Linked DNA regions of Mus musculus: region 1 is linked to region 2. The links are chromatin contacts, called in public promoter capture Hi-C maps. All regions are on one chromosome and are shown on one strand. Each heading gives the region's core, a stretch centred on a gene start, on an enhancer-like site or on the middle of the called end of the contact. The rest is flanking DNA. Distances are from core to core; before and after follow the strand shown.

Evidence for each region. Capture Hi-C pulls out chosen DNA fragments and counts their contacts.
Region 1: a contact with region 2 is called in a promoter capture Hi-C map of adipose tissue. The contact joins two enhancer-like sites. A contact is called at or near these places in 1 of 484 Hi-C or Micro-C datasets (nephron progenitors), 4 of 115 datasets of contacts at active chromatin or transcription factors (embryonic stem cells and memory CD8 T cells) and 4 of 9 other capture datasets (adipose tissue, embryonic stem cells, liver and 1 more).

Annotation. Positions count from the first base shown.
Region 1 is chr3:84,074,223-84,078,047 of GRCm38.p6, forward strand. No RefSeq gene overlaps it. Among named protein-coding and RNA genes, the nearest start is that of Gm30458, 14 kb to the left of the region's middle. Within about 2 kb of position 1,484, at least 32 of the 459 cell types and tissues checked have an H3K27ac peak or open chromatin away from gene starts, as enhancers often do. A contact at or near this core is called in adipose tissue, where this site is marked.
Region 2 is chr3:83,941,526-83,945,386 of GRCm38.p6, forward strand. Tmem131l (transmembrane 131 like) reads right to left here. Exons shown (of 35, transcript NM_172681.4): 8 at 1,227-1,304; 9 at 862-1,015. Among named protein-coding and RNA genes, the nearest start is that of Tmem131l, 97 kb to the right of the region's middle. Within about 2 kb of position 1,871, at least 47 of the 459 cell types and tissues checked have an H3K27ac peak or open chromatin away from gene starts, as enhancers often do. A contact at or near this core is called in adipose tissue, where this site is marked.

The DNA of each region.
Region 1 (3,825 bases), core at 234-2,733, 130 kb after region 2:
AGCTAACAGTGTTAATCATTCACAGACTTAAACGTCTAACACTGTGAGCTGGCTTTGAACTCACAACGCAGCTGAGGATGACCCTGAACTTCTGGTCCTCCTGTCTCACCCTCCCAAGTCCTGGGCTTACAGGCACATGGTTCCACACCCAGAGCATCATGAATGGTCGGTAGGCACTGAGCTGCATTCCTATCAACATAAAATATTTGTTAATAAAGTCAGATGGCTTACAAAGTTTAGTGACAAGATATAGATATAGATATCACAGAGTGATTTTTAAAACTACAAATTTTAAAATGTTAATTTCGTTACTTACATAAACCCTCTGTGTATGTACGGCTCTGTGCTCCTCTACCACCCCAATCCTCCATCCTCTCTCCCCATGTCCCCCCAAGACAAGTTTCATATAGCACAGGCTGATCTCCCCAAAGTGGCTATGTAGCTGAAGGTGACCTTGGCCTTTTGGTCTTCCTGTGTGCATGTCCCTGGTGCTGATACTTCAGGCATGTACCATCATGCCCAGCTTTGGTTTGTTTGTTTGTAATAGGAACTGAACCTAGGTCTTCACATATACAAAGAAGTCAAGCACTCTACCAATCAAATCCCCAGGCCCAGATCATGGACTTTGTCTTATTTCCAATGATGAAAACCCATTAAAGTTCCCATGTTTTGAGAGATGTATCGCTCTACACTCTAGCTGTCCCTTGGGCATGGGGCTCTGACTTTCTTATTCTGTCACAGCCACTTCTGTTTTTTCCCCATGAGAGTCTTCACACGTGCTCATCCCATGTCTGTATTAGGTTTCAAGTTAAATGCCCCAACTGCCACTCCAACTCACAGTCCTCAGTTAAACCTTTCTAGTATCCTGAGTTTGGTGTCATGGCACCTATTACTTAGGGTATTTGTCCAGTGTCTTCCAAAGTAAACCATACTCTTTATGAGAACTTGACTGCCAGCACACGCCCACTGAATGAAAGAATGAATGGGAGGACCAGCTTTCTCCCCACACTCACATCTTAAGTCAGGAAATCAAGAGGTCCTCACACTGTCTCCTCATGGGCTCTTGATGTACAGTCTTTCCAGCACTGTCAGCCCTGTTCCAGAGAACCACCTTGCCTTTACTCTCAACTTTATTTGAAGCTAATGAATAATAATTTATAATTACAAAGAATAATGTGATATTTTGTGAGTACCTTGCCTTTAAAAATCAACCCTGATCCACAGATTCACTGCACAGGAGACATTTTTTTTTTTTTTCCTCTTCTTCCAGGGCTAGGGATGGAGCCCAGCATCTCACATGCTGGCTAAGCATCCCACTGCTGAGCCACAGCCCCTGACTACACACAGGGGATTCTTAAATCTTAGATCTTGAGCTGTTCAGCTTTCAACCCGTCCAAATAAGAGTTCTGCTGGCTTGATTCAGTTTCAGAATCTGCTGTGGAACAGTTACCAAACATGGGCAGAGAAGCCTCCGAGCAGGGGAAGGGGAGGGAGGACAGGGTTTCAGCTCGCAGTTATATAACCACCGAGGAACATGCAAAAGCATAAAGCCCTGCCCCCCTTAAAAATAGTAAATTCTGAAGCTGTCTAAAGAGCACATAGTAAGTGCATCTCAGTTGCTGGGTTAATAGCTGGGATATAAGATTCCAGATATCAACATGATGTGATAGGTTTACATGGTTGCTACTTTAAATAACTTTAGACCCTTGATGACCTCATTAAGAAATGTATGTGTTGTAGTTTTCAGAATCAGTGTAATAAGTACCATTTCTCTTTCACTGACAATGAGTCACAAATGCTGACCTACAGACTGTCCCCAAACAAGACACATTCCATTAGTTCATTTCTAAGTCTGTTGTTAGGAGCTGGGAACATAGTTTCCCATAGAAACAATTTTAGACATGGTGGCTTTGATTGCCAGATATGGCCAAAGGAGCCTGTAAGTCATTTTATGAAGGTAACACAATGCACTTTATGAATTTTATGAAGGTAGAACAATGCTTCTCTGTAAGAAAATTGTTTTCTATTTCCAAGTTACAATTTCTGAAACCCTCCTCCACTGGCCTGAATTCCAAGTGAAGGAGTGAAGAGGTTGGCAGGAGTGTAGGCAGAACTGGTGGAGTTTGGCCCTAAGAGCCACATACCCATGATAGGGCCAGCAGAGCCGTGACAGGGGCAGGGCAGCCATGACAGGGCCAGCATAGCCTTGATGGGGTCAGCACATCTATCATGGACAGGGGCAAGGCAGCCATGATGGACAGGGTGGGGGTGGGGGTGGTGCAGCACAGTCATGACAGTCACTCTGCCCATGGTTTGTTTGATTGTTTGTTTGTTTGTTTGTTTTTACTTGCGGGGATTTCTTTTTCTCTGGCAAGAATCTGCTGTATTTAGAACATGTCTACTCTCTGCTGAGCGCATTCTCTGTGCTAGAGAAGAGTGTCCACATTATTCTGTCTAACTCTCCAAACACTCTCAACATCTGAAACCATTTCCACATGCCTTTAAAAGGGGAACACGAAGGCTTGGGGGGTGTTGAGTAACTTACCTAAACTCACACTTGGAGCAAGGACTGAGCTCAAGCCTACTTCTATTCCAGCTCCACTTGTTTCTGGCTTGAGGACCATGCCCCAGGAGTAGGGGAGCATTTCCAGTCGCTCACTGTGTAATTTTCTATTCAATAGCTTTAACCGTATCAGCGATTACCCTCCCAGGCAACTGAGCACGGAGGCCTTCTATGCAGACAATGCAAGGATGAGGCTCTAGAAATCTAATGGCTACAAGACATTCCAACAGCAACAGGCAAAGCCAGTTTAAGGATGACCACGCCAGGTGACAGCTTCACGTGAGCACGCACTACTGCAGAGGGCTCCTTGGAGGGAAGTGGACTGGAGTAAACCTTAAACGGGTGACCTTCAGAAGGTCTGCCTGCAGAGGGCTCAAGAAGCAACACTGGCATACTTTAGGGAGAGACAGACCGAACTTAACTGCTCAGCACTGCAGAGAATGGGGACACGGGAAGGCTGGGATCAGGGGTAAGCACCTTTAGAATCTCTGCATTAGAGTTCTGTTTTTAAATAATTAGTGTCTATGGGTGGGGGTGGGGGAATCTCTCCCCATTGTGTAACCCTATCAGTAATTTTCAGCAACATTATAGCTTTTCCTGCCCATAGACTAGTAGCTATAACCATGCATATATTTGTTTTCCCTATATTAAAATACAGTATATGGCCTGAAGACATTTTGAGCAATAACAACTTACTTTATGTGTATCTATTTTGTTATTTAAGATTATTACACTCCTGGCTTCTAAAATAAGTTCTGGTAAGGATGTGGGGAAAGGGGAACTCTTATTTACTTTGGTGAAATTGCAAACTGTGGAGACACTCTGAAAGTCAGTGTGGAGAATTCTTAAAACTGTAGGTTAAGTCTACCACATGACCCAGCTCTACCACTCCTTGGCACATGCCCAGAGGACTCCATATCCGCCCGCATGCATTCCTGCTCAGCTGGGTCACTGCTGATCTGTTCACAGGAGCTAGGAAACAGAAATAGACTAAATGTTCTTCAGTTGGTAATGAAAACATGGCACATATACACTACAAAATACTATTCGGCTAAAAGAAAACTGAAATCACGAAAGCTTCAGGTAAATGGATGGATCCAGTAACTGTCACATACATTGGATGAGGAAATCTAGATCCAGAAAGACAAACATCACAGGCTTTCTCTTCTGGGGCTCACAGCTCCGAATCCTCAGATGTGAGTGTACAACATAAGGGTCACTACAGAAACCAGGGAAGACTGAAGGGACTGTTGGGATGGTGG
Region 2 (3,861 bases), core at 621-3,120:
CCAAAGGGCAGGGGAGTTCTGGCCACTGATACTACATCCAATTCTACATGCTGGAGGTAAATGATGTTTGCTCAACAATTAAAACTGTAGAGTGCAATGATGCACATGGGAAGTCATAGGTTCAGTCCCGAGCAGGAGACTGGTAGCAGGGGAGGAAGGAGAGGGCCCTGCACGCATGACCCTGCTGACTGTTGATGAGTAACTATGCTTTCCTGTATCACTGTGTTCATCTTTTTTGGAATGAGTAATAAATACACATGTGAACACAGCTGTTATAACAGCAAATGGCATAGTCTGCATCTCATACATCAGACAGCATGTATCTCCTGCAAGTGTTCTTCAAAAGCTAGACTGCCAAAATAGGCTATTTCTAGTAAGTAGGATACACATTTCCAAAGAATTCTCCTCCAAGTTGTCAAACATCCAGAAACAACCAGCTATTGGCTACTAAGAATACGAAAGAAACAGCATGATCTGGTCAACTGAGCTTCTGCAACTCAGTAACTCTGGAGCAAGACTCGGACTTCAAACCCTTCGTGAACATTTATTTTAGGCAGTCAAGTCCATTCCATCTGTGCAAAATGCCAAGAAAAATGATTCCCAAGGAGACTCAGAGAGCTGTGGTTACTTAGCCTCCCTGAAGTGGTGCAGGCAGGGCAGCTGCAGACTGAGAAGCAGTGCCTGCTGCAATCGACCCCAAGCAGAGGCTGCCTTGAGTCTCTGAAAGAACCAAATAATGACTCAGGGAAACCTGGCCATGCTGCAAGAAAGTTTGTAGCTTCAGTTTTATGGATGAGGCAGGACCCAGTGCACACTCGACTGAGCTAGTCCCACAACAGAAACTGTAAAGCCCCACCTCACCTGAGGTGTCAGACTCATCAGTAGCTACATAGACAATAGAGAGGTGATCTAGCAGGGCTTGAGTGTTCTCTTCAGGTTGCTTGGAGGAGTTTTCCACTGCTACAATGATGTTCATCTCCAAGTGTAGCGCATCATCAGATCCCAGAGAGCAACTCTGAAATGGGAGGCGTGGGGAAAGGAGAAAAACTCAAAAACAAAACAAAACAGAACAAAACAAAAATCATCTGAGCTCTAAGACTGCATATTGCTGGAGAAAAGAAAACAGTCGAGGCAAGAGCCTATTGAGGATGAGAATACACTGCAGTTTTCATTTTGATTTTTAAGAGGCAGGAAAGAAAACTGAGATCTGCTAAATATTGTTATACCTTCAATTGCTGACACACTTTATTATGTAAACTGCATTCCAGTTGCACCCGCAGCAGGCTGGTATTAGTGGTCTCTGCCTAAAAGATAGAAGGAAGGAAACTTAGGTGGAGGCCCCAAGCATCATCCAGTCCTAAGAGCGAGTCATTCATACAGTGAGTTCCAAACAGCTACTGACTGCTGCATGCTATGCTGTACTGGAAATATATTCTGTTGTCAGTAGGCGTACACTCTCAAGGAAGGAATGAAAGTTCCTAGTAAGGCAGGAAGCAAGAGTATGTATATCCCATGTATACTGTCTTGGGTGTGTTTAGTATTTGGTTAAAAACAAAGAACTACACTTTTATTTTAAAGTGGGGTTACCCATTAATAACCTATTGACTATTTTTTGCTTTTTTTAAAGGTGTGTGTGTGTGTGTGTGTGTACTAGTGTCTGAGAAGGTCAGAAGAGGGCAATAGATTCTTTGAAACTGGAGTTACAGGCCATTGTGGGCCTCCGTGCAAGAGTGCTGGAAACCAAAATGAGGTACTCTGCAAGAGCAACAAGTATTCTTAGCCATCAAGCCATCTCTCCAGTGTTGCAAGAAATATTAAAAGGAACAGCAAGTTCCTATGCTACACCCTGCTACTCTTAGCCCCAGCAGTCACGCTCTGACTCAGAGCTCCAAAATCTCTCCACCCTGCTTGCTAGGTTCTCACTGGCCAGTCACTAACATGCCAGCCCCATGCTTCAAATCCCCCACGGCCTTTGTGTTGCACATCAGGCAAACCCACACTTTGCCAGCCATACCTTTCTCTCTTGAACCAAGAAAAACTGCTGTGTGAAGCAAAACACCATACAAACTTAATTCAGGAACAATCGTAACTTAATAGCTGGGTGCAACAATGAAATCCTAATCTCATAAGCCTTGTTTTAAATCCAAATCCAGGTGTCAAATCCTGACTGATCTGCCATTGAAACCAGGAGACACTTGTAGCTACATTTTGTTCAAGCTATCCCCATCCAAAAAGAACTAACTCTCTCCTGTTTCTCTCTTCCTCTGTCCAACCCAGAAGTCCCTCCTACTCGCTCAGTGATTGGCTCCTTTATTCAGTAGGGGGTTGGTTCACAAGAAGTCACCTGAGTATATGACTCACTCCTTGTCTGCAACCCCTCCTAGGAGAACAGAATTAGCATCAAAATACAAACAGCACCAGGCCCATTCACAACACTCCAGCCCCAGCCTGGTTTGATTTTTGAAACCAGGTCTCACAGTACAGCCGAGTGTCCATAAGATCATCCTGCCTCATAGGCCTAAATGCTAAGATTACAAGTATGCACTATTATACCCAATCAACTTCCTGGATTGTTTGCTTGCTTGTTTTGCTTTTCAATGTATACCTTCTTTCAATTCAATGACCACTAGAAGCCATGACGTGGACTCTGACAGAAACTTCAAAAACAGATGTCCAAATGTCAACTGCCTGCCATTTTTAACACATGAAAGGGCTATGGATGGAAGACAGAAGTATAAGGAAAGAATGCAGGACTCTGTCAAGTTCAAAGATCTCAGCCATCTTTCATAGAACTTCAAGGAGAAGACGAGAACAACCCAATCAAGGAGGGATACCATCGTCCAGGTTGGGGTGGGGCTGCATACATAAGAGGAGACAGTGAAGTTAGCACAGCACACAAATCTCAGAAACATGGCCTTTGGCAGATTCTCCTGCACAAGGTCTCTGTCACAGTCATTACAAAAGAAACATATTCAGCCCAGGAGCCAGAGTCTGAGCACTGGGAAAGCTTGCTTAACTATGTATGAGTACCTGATGCCAGGCGAGCCACGGCTAAGCAGAATCACTTCCCTAAACCTAAGGATGCATTTTAGGGATCAGGCTATGACTCAAAGGGAAAGCAGAGGATTTTTGATATTTAGGGACCTGGACCCACTGATTCATCCCTCAGTACTAAAATGAATTACTTTGGTTCTCATTCATACCAACTGAAGTGCAGAAAAAAATAATAAAGTATATTACATGTTTAAGTATAGTACAAAGTATTCAAGATGCCTTGAGCATATACGTGAAATCCAACAAAGACTTACAAAATTACTGCTAGTAAATAATATTCTACTCTGTCTAAAGCAGAGCAGTGCTATGAGGTTGCCAGGGCAGCCTGCTGGCTACATCTGCCCCACTGATCTTCAAGGGCCATTGTGATCTGGCTGGTGAATGGTTAAGGAGTCTGTTCTCCCTCCGTGCGCCCTCCTGAAGCTGCGCATGCGATACACAGTAGCACTGTATAGACAGAGACCATTTCTCATTCAAGATATGGACCAGAGAGAGAAGAATCACTCTTCAGCCAAGAGTACATGGGTATCCATACTCCCAATACAAACTCCAAACAACCTCTCAAAGTAAAACTATGAACAAATCCCTGCACCAAAGACATGAAACAGCCTGCTTCTCTCTATTTCCCTGCTTCTGTCTCCCGACCATCAGTCATGGTTGATCTGGGTGCTGCGTTTCTTACACTTTCGTCCTCCACCCAAGGGAGCTCTGCAACAAGCTGGGCACCTTGCTGCACATGGAGGTCCTAAACCACTCATCATCTTAGCACCACCAGCAGCCCTGGCATTATTCACACCTGAGAAGTCC